Regions from separate parts of the Mus musculus genome. Here regions 1, 3, 4 and 5 are each linked to region 2. Evidence: chromatin contacts called from public HiCAR-type and promoter capture Hi-C data. All regions are on one chromosome and are shown on one strand. Each heading gives the region's core, a stretch centred on a gene start, on an enhancer-like site or on the middle of the called end of the contact. The rest is flanking DNA. Distances are from core to core; before and after follow the strand shown.

Evidence for each region. Promoter capture Hi-C pulls out the DNA fragments that hold promoters and counts their contacts. HiCAR-type assays count read pairs that join an accessible place to other places. Capture Hi-C pulls out chosen DNA fragments and counts their contacts.
Region 1: a promoter capture Hi-C map of liver shows a contact between it and region 2. The contact joins the promoter of Prr36 here to the promoter of Clec4g in region 2. A contact is called at or near these places in 9 of 39 promoter capture datasets (the C10 cell line, the HPC-7 cell line, cranial neural crest and 5 more), 2 of 484 Hi-C or Micro-C datasets (LSK cells and embryonic fibroblasts), 1 of 115 datasets of contacts at active chromatin or transcription factors (embryonic stem cells) and 1 of 9 other capture datasets (liver).
Region 3: a contact with region 2 is called in a HiCAR-type map of embryonic stem cells, with 6 times the contacts expected there. The contact joins the promoter of Evi5l here to the promoter of Clec4g in region 2. A contact is called at or near these places in 15 of 39 promoter capture datasets (the 3T3-L1 cell line, the C10 cell line, the HPC-7 cell line and 8 more), 2 of 484 Hi-C or Micro-C datasets (the HPC-5 cell line and LSK cells), 5 of 115 datasets of contacts at active chromatin or transcription factors (bone marrow-derived macrophages, embryonic stem cells, large pre-B cells and 1 more) and 1 of 9 other capture datasets (adipose tissue).
Region 4: a contact with region 2 is called in a promoter capture Hi-C map of the HPC-7 cell line. The contact joins the promoter of Cd209f here to the promoter of Clec4g in region 2. A contact is called at or near these places in 15 of 39 promoter capture datasets (the 3T3-L1 cell line, the C10 cell line, the HPC-7 cell line and 11 more), 1 of 15 datasets of contacts at CTCF or cohesin (embryonic stem cells), 1 of 484 Hi-C or Micro-C datasets (embryonic stem cells), 1 of 115 datasets of contacts at active chromatin or transcription factors (embryonic stem cells) and 3 of 9 other capture datasets (embryonic stem cells, liver and pancreatic islet).
Region 5: a promoter capture Hi-C map of embryonic stem cells shows a contact between it and region 2. The contact joins the enhancer-like site here to the promoter of Clec4g in region 2. A contact is called at or near these places in 8 of 39 promoter capture datasets (the C10 cell line, the HPC-7 cell line, cranial neural crest and 4 more), 1 of 15 datasets of contacts at CTCF or cohesin (embryonic stem cells), 5 of 484 Hi-C or Micro-C datasets (embryonic fibroblasts, embryonic stem cells and erythroblasts), 1 of 115 datasets of contacts at active chromatin or transcription factors (embryonic stem cells) and 1 of 9 other capture datasets (embryonic stem cells).

The regions. Positions count from the first base shown.
Region 1 is chr8:4,215,888-4,218,587 of GRCm38.p6, forward strand. Prr36 (proline rich 36) reads right to left here and starts at 1,425. Exons shown (of 7, transcript NM_207203.2): 1 at 1,202-1,425; 2 at 981-1,092; 3 at 295-668; 4 at 82-184. The coding sequence starts at 661.
Region 2 is chr8:3,719,329-3,722,028 of GRCm38.p6, forward strand. Clec4g (C-type lectin domain family 4, member g) reads right to left here and starts at 1,323. Exons shown (of 9, transcript NM_029465.3): 1 at 1,263-1,323; 2 at 148-258. The coding sequence starts at 1,317. All of the region lies in intron 4 of Gm16553 (a long non-coding RNA gene), which reads left to right.
Region 3 is chr8:4,165,262-4,167,961 of GRCm38.p6, forward strand. It overlaps Evi5l (ecotropic viral integration site 5 like), which reads left to right and starts at 1,306. Exons shown (of 20, transcript NM_001346730.2): 1 at 1,306-1,502. The region is part of intron 4 of 4932443L11Rik (a long non-coding RNA gene); the gene reads right to left.
Region 4 is chr8:4,104,361-4,107,060 of GRCm38.p6, forward strand. It overlaps Cd209f (CD209f antigen), which reads right to left and starts at 1,404. Exons shown (of 8, transcript NM_026956.2): 1 at 1,339-1,404; 2 at 1,106-1,186; 3 at 911-994; 4 at 463-531; 5 at 125-211. The coding sequence starts at 1,378.
Region 5 is chr8:4,199,501-4,202,200 of GRCm38.p6, forward strand. Evi5l (ecotropic viral integration site 5 like) reads left to right here. Exons shown (of 20, transcript NM_001346730.2): 11 at 1,368-1,421; 12 at 2,434-2,466. Among named protein-coding and RNA genes, the nearest start is that of Prr36, 16 kb to the right of the region's middle. Within about 2 kb of position 1,326, at least 11 of the 459 cell types and tissues checked have an H3K27ac peak or open chromatin away from gene starts, as enhancers often do.

The DNA.
Region 1 (2,700 bases), core at 175-2,674, 500 kb after region 2:
CATTCATGTCTAAGATCAAAAGGTTCCAAATTGCTAACCCTTGCTTGGGGAATTAGGGAGTTGGGGGAATTAACTTATTACCTGGCAATCCCACTGCTGGCACGCCCGGGGCTAGAAATAGAGCCCTGGCCAGGGGTCTTCATAGGGGCCCTCTCTCCTTTCCCAGAAGCTGGGGGCCTGTTGGCTTCAGGGAGAAGACAAAAATCAGTGGTACTTCTGAAAAAGAGGAGTATCTAAGAAGGAAGAGAGAAGGTAAGCAGAGTGCAGATGGAGGTCACAAATAAAGCTGAGTACCTGGGCTACGAGGACCTGCCCCAGCACTGCGCGCTGGTGCCCCGTGAATAGTGGTCTGTGGAAGAGCTGCTTTGCTGGTCTGTGGAAGAGCTGCTTTGCTGGTCTGTGGAAGAGCGGCTTTGCTGGTCTGTGGAAGAGCGGCTTTGCTGGTCTGTGGAAGAGCGGCTTTGCAGACGCCTGGGGCTCGCTCCACCAGGGACCTTCGCCCCATAGCTCCGTTTGCTTCCAAGACTCGAAGGGCAGCAGTGGTCACAGGGGGAGGAGGTCGAGCGGACCCAGAAGGAGGCCTAGGGGTCAGAAGGCCAGGGGGTCGTGAAGACGGCATTCGCGGGGCAGTTCCTGATTTGACGCTATCCCTCTTGTCCATACCGCACCTAATGAGGAAGACAGGAGGCTTGGTATCCCAGGTCCTGAACCAATCACTACAAACCATCCTGAAGCCTCCCTGTGCTTCCTTCTAGCATCGCCACCCATGGGTGCCTAAACCTCAGCCTAAAGAGCCTCGATTTGTTTTTCTTCTAAGCACCCACACCCGCTCACCAACCTGGCCGCTTTCAAGTCCTACGGCTACCTCCATCCCCAAGGCTAAGACGCCCTGTTCAGTCCCCACCCTCCGACCCCCGACCCCGCCTCTGCCCTATTACAAGAACAACATCCACTCCCCTACCCCCTCGCCTCTTGAAAACCTAAATGACCAATCCGGCAAACAGGGAAATGCCTCCGGCTTCCAGATTCAGGGGCCTCAGTGTGCACGCCGATGGGGCTTCGCCAGCGTCCTTCCTCAGGTTCCACAGGCACCTGCACAGAGAAAAAGAGTGGCCTTGTTGCCCGCGAACGGGCTCTGGGAGACAAAGAGCTGACCCCTCCCCCAGTCTGGTCCCCTATGCCAACGATCCGCCCGATCCACCTGCTCACAGCACGCGTTCACCTCCGCCTCTGGGCACCAGCCGCTCCACACAGGGTCGCTTGGGGTGGGGCTGGGCCGGAGAGCAGTAGCGGGGAGCAGCGAAAAGGCAAGGGGAGGGGGCTTCAAGCGACAGAGCCTAGGGAGCTTGGCCACGGCCCCGCCCCCCAGCTTCGGGTGGGGAGAGTAGAGGATGCGCGCACTCGCTCTCGGTCCAGAGCCGAGAGCGTGCCGAGAGGGCTAAGAAAAGAGGCGCGCCTCCGAGGGAGGTGCGGGTGCTGCCTCCCTGTAATACCCCAGAAGAGGCCGATTTCAATGGTCGTGTCTAGCAACCACAGAACTCGAGAGGCTCAGTGGGGGAATCCTTGAAGACCCTCACAGTCCTCTACTCAAGCTCTTGCACCTGCTCCGACACCCCCCTTCTCTAGCACTTGGAGACAGACACTCTCCTAGACAAGGGATAGGCTGGGCCTTGGCAACCAGTAGGGCGGGATCATTGTGCCTCTGGCCCACCAACCAATCCAGCCATTTTGTGTGCCCTGGTCCTCTTTTCCTGCACTTGATGACTATGGAGGCTAGATAGTCCTGCGACACCTGTGCCAGGTCACCTATTTTGTAACTTTGACTTTTCTCACAGCCCTTACCTGATACGGTTGGTGGGAGAATGAGAACCCTGGGAGTTACTTTGTATTACATTTTATTTGGTGTGTGTGTGTGTGTGTGTGTGTGTGTGTGTGTGTGTGTGTGTCCTTGTGCACATGTCACTGCATACTGGTAAAAGTCAAAGAACAACTTGTAGGGCTCAGTTCACTCCTACAACCAGTGGGTCCTGGAGATAGAATCCAGGTGATCAGACTTGGCCGTAAGTGTCTTTACCCACTGAGCTATCTCACCAGGCCCCAAACTCTTGGACTTAGAGGATGCACAGCAGATCCCAGAGTTGAGAGGAGAGAGGAAGAATAGCGGGATGAAAGAAAGGGAGAGAAATAGGAAACACGATGGTGGCTCTGCCTTCTGTGGGGCAGAGCATCTCAACTTTGCTGGCCCACAGGCAGTCAAGTCCTCAGAAACTTCCTGGCAGAGCTGAATTTGTGGAGTATCAAAAAACACGATTACAGAGGGAAAGAGAACTCTCTAAAATGTGTATGAAGAAACTGAGAGCACTCTGAGTATCTCAACCCAGTTGAACAACTAAAAGCTGTCACTTTAGTTTAGTTTGCCAGCTCATGGATCCAGTGGGGCAGGTGTGCCTTATAAGGCATCTTACCCATAGAGGATGTTAAACCAAGACCCTGGTCTGTAAGGGATCTCTGAAGTATATGGGCTCATTGAGTTGGCATTTTGGGCTGTACAGCCAATACTCTAGAGATACAGGCAGAAGGCTCCTGAGTTCCGGGTCCGCCTGGGCTACTTAAGGTTTATTGACTCATCACAGTGCTAACTAGATAAAAGAAATGAGTCCAGGAACATCTTCAAAAGTTTCAGAAGGAGGGCTAGCAAGC
Region 2 (2,700 bases), core at 73-2,572:
TTAGCACTCGCACCCACATGCAATGGCTCACAAGTGTCTCCAACTCCAGCTGTAGGGGATCTGATGCCATCTACCCACTGTGGGCACTTGTACACCCGCGGCATACCCTCAGACACAGACATGTACACATGAAAATACATCACTCACCACTGGACAGTAGGGTGCTCAGAATGAGAGCCCATAGAACTGTGGCCACCAGCAGAGCCAAGACCAGGAAGAAAAGTCTTTGTTTGTAGCACTCCCAACGTCCCAATTGCCCTAGTAGAACACAGATAAATTCTGGCTCTCTCCAGGACAGAGGTACAGACAGCTTAAGTACCCTCCTACCACCACACAACATAGTTAGAATTTTTTTAAATTTAATTTTAAAAATTAAAAAAGTCTTTAATTGGCTATTTTATTTTTTTACATTTCAAATATTATCCCCCTTCCTGGGTTTCCCTCCACAAACTCCCATCTCATTCCACCCCCCACTGCTTCTATGAGGGTGCTCCCATACCCACCTGCCCACTCCCACCTCACCACCCTAGACTTCCCCTACATTGGGGCACTGAGCCTTCACAGGTGGAACACAGACTGAAAGAAAGGCCATCCAGAGACTACCATATGCAGCCACCAAACCCAGACACTATTGCAGATGCCAAGAAGTGCTTGCTGACAGGAGCTTGAAATAGCTGTCTCCTGAGAGGCTCTGCCAGAGCCTGACAAATACAGAGGCTGATGCTTGCAGCCAACCACGGAACTGAGCATGGGGATCCCGATGGAGGAGTTAGAGGAAGGACTGAAGAAGGAGCTGAAGGGGTTTGCAACCCCATAGGAAGAACAACAATATAAACCAACCAGACCCTCCAGAGCTCCCAGGGACTAAACCATCAACCAAAGAGTTCACATGGAGGGACCCATGGCTCCAGCTGCATATTTAGCAGTCTTAGAATTCTTATGCCAGTGTAACCAGAATCTATGTAACAAGGTGTCTGTGGCTGGAGTGATACCTGTCCCCACACAGGTTTTCTGGGGGAGACTTGGGTGATGCTGTTTCTCAGTCCAGGACCCAGGACCCAGCCCTTAGGACCCTGGGAAGTCCTCACTCCAGGATGTGATGTCCCCATGCCTGTGCTGCGGGCACCACCATTCCACAGTTCTGTCCATACAGTGGTGTCTCCTGTATGGTTTTGCCGTTTCTTCTCCCCAGCCCTCCCAAACTGCAAACATTAGAACAGAAGAACCCATGGAGGACGATGGGGTGATTCTCTTTCTCCTACCTCTGGAGACCTCTTCAATTGCACTGCCCAGCTTGTTGTATTCACCAGTGTTCATGGTGGTGGTGGCGTCCAGCCCTGGACAGAGATATAAATTTAAGTCTCCACCCTAGCCCTATCCTATCTCCCTCCCTCCCTCCCTTCCTTCCTTTCCATGTCGGTGGCCTCAATACTTTTGTGTAGGAAGCCAGCTAATGGTCAGTCGCAGTGCTGGGCAAGGCTAGGACTGTGAGGGGCAGATCAAACCTCTGTGGCTTGATCATTGTAGCTGTGTTTCCTGCACAGAAGGTGTGACGACTCATCTTTTGGTGTCTATGGAGGCATAGACCAGGAACACAGCACCCATGCACAGATAGGAGACATACATAATGTATACACACAGTGCCAAGAAGATATGTGTTTGGTTTATACCAGTGGTTCTCAACCTTCTGTCTCTCTCTGTGTAAATGTATGTATGTGTGTGATTGTGGAGGTCAGAGGACAGATTGGAGTGTTGTTACCCAGGCACCATTTATCTTTTAAATATTGCATTTATTTAGTTATATTGTGTGTTTTGGGTTCTTGCATAGGATTAGAGATCCCTCTAATGTACATTCACCTGACAACGTGTGAGAATTGGTTTTCTCTCTACACCATGTGGATTCTGGGATCAAAGCCAAATTGCCAAACTTGGCAGCAAGCTCCTTTATTCATTGAGCTGTCATGGTGACCCCCATCCACCTTTTTTTTTTTTTGGAAACAGGGTCTCTCTCTCTTTTTTAAAGCTTTTAAAAGTTTATTGTAAGGTTCCCTTTGTTAAATTATGTAATTACTACCTAAAGCAATGTGATATATTTGAAGTTACATTTTTTATTGGATATTTTCTTCATTTACATTTCAAATGCTATCCCCTTTCCTAGTTTCCTCTCTAAAAGTCCCCTATACCCTCCCTCTGCCCTGTTCTCCAACCCACCCACTCCTGCTTCCTGGCCCTGGCATTCCCCTGTACTGGGGCATATAATTTTCGAAAGACCAAGGGCCTGTCCTCCCAATGATGGCCGACTAGGCCATCCTCTGCTACATATGCAGCTAGGGACACGAGCTCTGGGGGTACTGGTTAATTCATATTGTTGTTCCTCCTAGAGTGTTGCAGACCCCTTTAGTCCCTTGGGTACTTTCTCTAGCTCCTTCATTGGGGGCCCTGCGTTCCATCCAATAGATGACTGTGAGCATCCACTTCTGAATTTGCCAGACACTGGCATAGCCTCACAAGAGACAACTATATCAGGGTCCTGCCAACAAAATCTTGCTGGCATATGCAATAGTGTCTGGGTTTGGTGGTTGTTTATGGGATGGATCCCTGGGTGGGGCAGTCTCTGGATGGTCCTTCCTTCTATCTCAGCTCCGAACTTTGTCTCTGTGATTCCTTCCATGGGTATCTTGTTCCCCATTCTAAGAAGGA
Region 3 (2,700 bases), core at 56-2,555, 450 kb after region 2:
AGGGGAACCACTCCCCCTGCTGAACCTATGATCTCAGCTTTCCTTCTATGACACATCCTTCCTTGCCCCACCCTGTCCAAGGCCCATAACCCACACCCTGGAGTCATCCTCTTCTCAAGTCTTGTAGCTGTCAATGATGGGTCATACATGCTCTCTGCCCTCACTTACTTATTAAAAGAATCTAGGATCTGGCCAAGGTGGTGAGTGGAAGGTGAAAAGTGGGAGGATCTGGAGTTCAAAGTCACCCTCTGCTACACAGAAAATTTTGAGGTCATCCTAAGACTACAATAGACTCTGTCTCAAAAATTAAAATAAAAAAAAAATAAAAACAAAGTGGAAGGAGAAAGGGGAGGAGGAAAAAAACGAGGACAAGGGGGAGTCGGCAAAAGAACCAAGGTCCCATTCATTCATTCATTCTTCAAGCCTTTAAAGCAGCTCTCACGTGTGCGGCTCTGGACCCAAAGGAGACCTGACACCCCCTCCGCCGCTCTATACCCCATCCCCGCCCCGCCCCGCCCCGTCCCAGGAGAGATAATGGTTGGGGCAAATGAAGGATGCAATCGGCGTTTTGATGCCAGATTCACCCAGCAAGGGTAGGACCTGACCTAACCACCCGGCCACCACAGAGATGCTGGCTCTGAAGAGAGGCCTTCTGCATACGCCCGATCTAAAACCCAAGCCAGGAGCCCGGCCCTTGTCTGGTCCCGCCTATCCTTGCACCGAGACACGCCTCCTCATTAACTCCTCCATTTCATTCAGCCCATGGCCTTAAGTCCTACCGCCCAGGACGCCAACCTCATTCCCAGTCTCACGACTCCATTGGTCAAATACAAGAGCCCGCCTTCCATCAGTGTCGCTGACTGCTTAGAAGTCAGGATCTCTTTCACAGCACACCCCTCCCATCTCAACAGTTACCAGGGACGAGGTTTGAAGAGCAGATAGTAATGGACGGCTCAGAACCTCTCATGATTGGGTAGAATTCCAGCTCTGGGCGGGGCTTAGTGCTTTCAGCTAAGGGTTGCTCAAGGCCTCAGCTTTCCTTCCGAGGCACACCTCTCGCCCATCACTATTAGTAGTTTAGGTGTCGATCAATATTATTACTTATTTTGATAGGTAAAATTAGATGTCCATCACAGATTCTCTCATTTCAATTCGCTCCTCTCCTCAGAGAACCGTAGCCAGGGTCCGCCTCACGGGGTGGCTATGGATTGGTCAGGTCTTATGTCATTCTTCTACAGTGGGCGGAGCCAAAGGCCTAAGGGGGCGGTGAATTGGTTGACTGGGCTGGGGGGCGGGGGGCGGGGCAGCGGCTCCTGTCAGCGGGTGAAATGGCAGTGGCGGAGCCAGCGACGGCCGCGGTCCCCGGGGGTGGCTGATTGAAAGGGGCCGGGCCGCGGGGTTTGCGGGACCCTCGAGCAGACGTGACCGTGGGTCGGGGCATCGGACGACACAGCGCAGGGACAGCGAGGCTCGGCGCGGCGATGGAGGCGCTCTCGGCGCAGGTAGGGCGGCCCGAACCGGGCCTCTTCTCCTTGGGGGCGTCAGTGCTGCGGGGCCCCGCGGGGAAGCCAAACCAGGAGCGTGACCTGGGGTCGCCTCGCCTCCAGAATCCACGCTGGGAGCCTTGGCATTCCCAGTCCCGGACCCTGGAACTCCGGCCTCCGCCCACCCTCCTTCCCGATCCCCTCAGGATCCCTCCCAGGGCTCCTAAGACCCAGTGTCTCTTCGCGACGTCCCCCACAGGCTCAGGACCTCTGTACATCTTTCCCAAGACTCCTCTGTTAGAATCTGTCCAGGGCTTCCCCATCCCCCAGTCTGCAGACCTGCCCCCCCCCACACACACACACCATGAGCGTCTCCTTTCCAATCCACAACCACCACCACCACCACCCCGAGTCCCAGGACCCCTCCCATCTGCACATCTCTTGCCTTTACATCCCCCTAAACCTCCCACTTGGCTTCCTGTCTTCTGTGTCTGGCCTACACCCTCATCCTCTCCAAGGAGACCAAGATCAGAGCCCTATACTCTTTCTTTCTGACTCCACAGAAACCCATGCCTCACCTCTTAAACGGAAAGATTCCCAACTGAATCCAGAGACATCAGCTCAGCCTGCTCACTTGGCACCCCTCCTGCTCAAGGGCTCCAATAAAAACAAAAACAAAAAAAACATCACTTCTAGTCTTCTGAGAAGACTATACACTGTTGCTGATCTTGAGCCATCTAGATGGCATCTTCCTGAAGAAATGAACACTCAGGACTTCCCAAAAGACCAAAAGATAGTGCTGAATCCCATCCCCCATAGACACACCCTCCCCATCCATCTTTCTGATACAGAGTGGGGTCATTTAGATACCCCTAAATATACAGGAACCTAAGGGCCCAACCCAGACCCAGGCCCATGAGTGCTCTCCCCCCCCCATCTCTCTCTCTCTCTCTCTCTCTCTCTCTCACACACACACACACACACACACACACACACATGAGAACTTCTATACACCTTCTTGAGCCCAGTACCCTCAACAGACCTCCTAACTCAGACAAAAGACAGAAGATTGTGAGGTGGCAAGCTCTGTCCCCAGCACCTAGCCTGTCCCTTCCACCCCATTCTCTTTGAGTTGGGACTCCAGGGCGTGTCAGGGCCTAAGATCTACCTACCACAAATCTCTCCCCCCCCTCTCTCTTTCTTATCCTTTTTAATA
Region 4 (2,700 bases), core at 154-2,653, 390 kb after region 2:
CCCCAAACCCAGACCTCAATGCATGTGCTCTGTCCTGCCTGCCTCAGTGGAAGCCCTGGAAGGTGGATGCCAACCCATCTGATGACCCCTCTGCTCTGTCCTAACTCAGGCCTTGGAGTCTCACCCAGCGAGGCGTTGAACTGAGTCAGCTGCTGCTGAATCTGCTGGATCTGCTCCAAGCCGGAGTGTGTCTGCTCCCGAGGAACGGCAACTACAAGGAGAGGTTGGCAACAATTAAGCATCAACTGCGTGCCTGCTCCAGAGCTGGACCCATGAAATCACACTGGTGGTCATATTGACCCCAGGACCCCATTTCACAGACCACAGCACTGAGTCTCAGACTCTGTTAGGCCCAACAGGTCTCTGGCCTCCCCCATCATGCCATGCATCCAGCACGCCTGTGCCCATGGTTACCCGCCTCGTACAACCTCAGAGTCCTCTCCCACCTAGAGCCCCAGTTACCCTTGTCCAAGCTGGAGCTACCCTGCTGATCCTGGGTCTGTCCCTGTGAGTATGCACGAATCCTGGAGACTGCAAGAGAGAAGAGCACACCCATGCCCTCTTATGAACATGACAGTACCTGGCTGTGCCAAGTTCAGTTGCAAGGGAAAGATGATCCCCATTTCAGAGAAGGACAGTAAGCTGCTGGTGGTCACAGATGAAAGGAGGGATGTGGACTTTAGATGTCCCAGCTGTGGTGAATTTGGGGCTAGGCAATGATCACCACAGAGGGAAAATCTAAGAGCTCAGCTACTGTCCCATGCTGGAGTTCTTGCTTAACAAGTGCAAAAATAAAATAATAAATAAAATAAAAACAGAACTCCCCTCCCCCCCCCAAAAAAAAGCAAACAAGTCAACCTAAAAGCATTCTGTACTCCTGTCACCCTCTCCCAGCCCTGCTCTGACTTACCTTGAACCAGGGTGGCCAACATAAGCAAAAAGAGGCCCAAAGAGATGAGAAGCAGCAGAAGCCAGGGGACTTGGGTCAGATGCCCTGCACAACCGACAGATGGGCAGAGCTGAGCTCCCAGGGAGCAGATCCTGCTCTGCCGTGTTCCTTCTGCAGAGAATCCCTGACACCTCTGCCCCTGAGTCATCCTGGTACCTTGTAAACTCTTGGAGCTGCAAATGAGACCCTCGGGGTCATGCTCAGCAAATCCCTGCTCTCCAGATGTGACCTCCTCCTCTGAATGGGGCAGAAGATACGCAGCTGACCTTCAAAGCTCAGCCACCTCCCTCATCACCACCTCTCCCAAGCTGGAGGCCAGGACCAGATCTCTCTGGATCCTGGATCCTGGATCCTGGACCCTGCTTCCCCTAGTTGGTACCCAGCCTCACCATGATTCTTTGACTGATGGAACTCTGGCTCTCCTGCCATCCTCTGCTTCTCTTGACTCCCTCCTCTCCACCTTCCCTCTGCCCTGGGATTTATATAACCCCATGGCCCTCTGCAGCACCCTCTGTGAGGTCGATTCTTCTCTGACTCAGGGGAAAAAAAGGGAACAGGATGGGGACACCCTCACCCCGGAAAAGAGACATGGGGAGAGAGACATTGCTTTACACAGCTAAAAAGGTGCCAGTCTGGGCCAGGAGTTTTGCTGTATATTTTTATGACAATGTCCTTGCTCCAAGCTATATCTAGTAATGGGAGTTGGTTTACTCAGCTGTGCAATGGAGCCCTGAGGAACTGGGGCTCTGACTCAGTTATTAGAGTTCTTGACCAGCATACACAAGGCCCTGGTTTCAAATCCCAAGCACTATAGAAACTGGTGTGTAACTCTCATCTCATAAAGTGTGAGATAGAAACAGAAGGATCAAAAGTTCAAGGTTGTTTCAAGGTTACATAGCAAGTTAGACTGTTAGAGGCCATGAAGAGAAGAAGAAGAAAGAAATAAAGAGGAAAAGGAGAGAGAATAAGAAAAAAAAAAAGTGTCCATGCTGTGAATTTTCAGGGTGAGGTTTAATCCAGTACTTAAGTAAAATATCATGTAGTCTAGTGATGTTATCACGTGAGATTTACAGACATTGAACTAGAGAGATAGCTCAGTGGGTAAAGTGCTTGCCATGCAAGCTTGAGAACTTGAGTTTGATCCCAGGAGCCCATGGGAAAAAAACACTGGATGCTTTAGCATCTGTAACCCCAGCACTCCACAATGAGATGGGCCATAGATACAGAAGAATCCCTGGAAACTTGTACACTGGCTTGTTGCGGTAAATCTCCAACCCAAATAAACCCTGGCAATGAAAACACAACTCAATTAATATGAATACATGCTGTGCACATAGATTGGGCAGATCTACCACTGCACTACCATCTTCCCTGTCTATGAATCCCTTATAACTTGCGGTTTCTCCAGGCCAAGTGTTTCTGCTCCACTTTCTCCTTCTTCTTCCTCTTCCTCCTCATCTGTCATTCTCTTTCTCTCTCTCTCTCTCTCTCTCTCTCTCTCTCTCTCTCTCTCTCTCTCTCTCTCTCTCTCCTTTTCTCCCAAAACCTTCAGCTCTACCTTCCCCTCTTTCTCTGTCCCCAATCACTGGCTCTAGCCTTTATTTTACAAATTAAGGTGAAAAGGTTTCCAGGAAATTGCCTGAGTGCTGACTGAGTCTTTGTTCAGAACCCTTCACAGGAGAATGGAATCAACATCAAATATAATTAGCCTCAGGGCTATCAGCAACACTGGCTAGCTGGGAGTCAGCAAT
Region 5 (2,700 bases), core at 76-2,575, 480 kb after region 2:
GTCTCAGACTCACAGAGATCCCCCTGCCTCTGCCTCCTGAGTGCTGGAATTAAAGGCATTCAACAACACACCCAGCTCAGGTTTTCTTGTGGGTTGTTTGTTTGTTTGTTTGTTTTTAATAATTTTGAGCCAGGCAGTGGTGGTACAAGCCTTTAATCCTAGGACTCAGGAGGCAGAGGATTTTGTATAGCTTTTGCTACCCCACCTAAGCTCTGGCACCAGAGAATATTGAATCTGTGGATGAAAAACACAGACACACACTCATTGCTCAATTTCAACTTGACTTATCGGCTCAATTGCTGGGCATTATTAATCTCCCGAGGCTAGTATGCCCTCCCCAGTGCTCTTAGCTCAGCATCCTCAATCTAACCTCAACCTTAGCTGTTCAGTTTTTTTAGACCCCGCTCAACATCTCACCCTCCCACCTGGAGAGAGCAACCACAGGCCATTCCTCCCAAGATCTCACATGGCTGCTTGGTTTGTTTTTTGGTTTTTTTTTGTTTTTGGTTTTTGGTTTTTGTTTTTTTCTCTCCAAAGCAGGGCAAACTCCTGCGTCTGCCAGCTTGCCTGCTTCCCCAGAAGTCCTGACTATCCTTCCGCCCAGCATTGCCCCATGGCATCTTTACTGATAGATCAAGAACCAATTGGTGAACAGGAAATTAGCATCAGAACCACCCCTACAGCAGAGGCAGGATGACCTCTGAGTTTAAGGCCACCCTGATCTACAGAGTGAGTTCCAGGACAGCCAGGGCTTTACAGAGAAACCCCGTAATTCAAATGAAAATAAAAGCATTTTGAGACAGAATCTCATATAGACCAGGCTGACCTCCAGTCCAATAGCTAAGGATGACCTTGAATTTATGATCCTCCTGCCTCTGCCTCCCAAGTACTAGGATTACAGGCATGTGCCCCAAGCCAGGTTTTTGCAAAGTAAGGGCTTTTTATGTGTGCTACAAAAGCACTCTACCAACTGAACAATATTCCTAGCACCAAAACAGTTTCATTTTAACTTTTAAAATGTGTTTTATTTTGTGTATGCGGGTGAGTGTGGAATGACATGCATATGGAATGTCAGAGGACAACTGGTAGGAGTTAGTTCTCTTCTACCACATGAATCCTGGGCATCTAAGGTAGGAAGTCAAGCTTGGCAGCAGGCACCTTTATCCAGTGAGCCATCTTATAGGGCCTCGGTATTTTTAATAAACCATTTAGACAGTCATGTGCCTCATTTTCTGAAATTTCTGGCCCAGAACATAAGCACCCTCTGAGGACCTTCCTTGACCTCTGTGGTTGGTCAGTGGAGATTAAGGGCCTAAAGTGCTTGTGGGGGAGGGGGGCTCTGAAGTGCTCTTCTTCTTCCTCTGTAGAGGCTTCGAACAGAGAACCGGCTGCTCAAACAGCGGATTGAGACCCTAGAGAAGGTAAGGAGTGTGGGTACCAGCTGTTGGGTTCCAAATCCAAAACACTGGCAGCTATTAAGGCTGAGGGCATTGCTCTGTCCCGATCTAGCCGAGTTAAGGAGCATAGGCAGGGCAGGCATAGTGGTGGTACTCTTGTAATATCAGCATATAGGAAGAGGAGACAGGAGGATTAAGAATTCAAGGCCAGCTAATCTCAGCCACATGAGACCCCGTCTCAAAAAAATATCTGAGTGGCCTTTCCCTCAGCCTCCCCTAACTCCACGGAGATCTGAGCTGCCCTGTTGTTAGGGGTTCTCAGAAGACATCATCCCACTCTGGATCTCAACTCAGCCCTAGGGTTACAGCTAAATTACAACTCAGTGGATGGCAATCACAAACTGCATGGGTGGGAGAGCAAGCTCCATCACTGGGCCACAAGCAATCCCAACCTGTAATTTGTAAGTTTCATCCTAGGAAGGAAGGAAGACAGACGGGGAGGGGGGGGGGGGCTCATCCCTTGAGGTAGAGAGGCATGGACTAGGTTATGGATGGGGTGGTTTGGGTAACTTAGCATGACTCTGGGCCCTACCTCCTGTTCCTTAGTGTTCCTCATTTGACTATTTGCTGACCACAAGGAAGCAGTAGGTCATGGACAGGATGTTATTACCACACCAAAACCTCAATTCTTGTTTTCTCTCAAGATTAAAATGCATCCCCTGTCCCAGCCCTCTCTGGGATCTCCTCCTCACACACAGTGAAGAGACATTCCTGCTGCTGAGTTTTCTCAGCCTCGTGCACCCCAGCCTCCCCACTCACATGAACCCCCCTCCAGGACAGAGTTGGTTCTGGCTTTGGTCTTTCTCTGGGCCCTCTTCCGCTGGTTCTCTGGTCTTCACTTTTCTATCCCCTGCTTCTAGAGATAGCCCACTGCGTTTAGTGACAAGTGGTTCTTGTCTGTCTCTCCCCCTCTCCTATCCCCTGCCTTCTGCTCTGCCTCCTTCCCCCGTTGCTGGGAACCCCCTTCGCCTGGTAGGAGAGCGCGGCCTTGGCTGATAGGTTAATCCAGGTACTGTAGCTTTTCCATATACCTCTGCACTCTCCAACCCAGGCCCTTCCCGCGTCCCTGCACAAGACAGCCAGTAACCACCTTTTTCCTGGCCACTGCCATTCTGGGGGCAAGAGCAACTTGCATGGAGGGGCAGCTTCCAGGAAGAACAATGCCTTGAGGGTGGGGGCATGTGAGCTGGAGACAAACACAGGATGGGAGGCCTTTGTGGGAGTGAGTTTAGAAGAAGGCTTA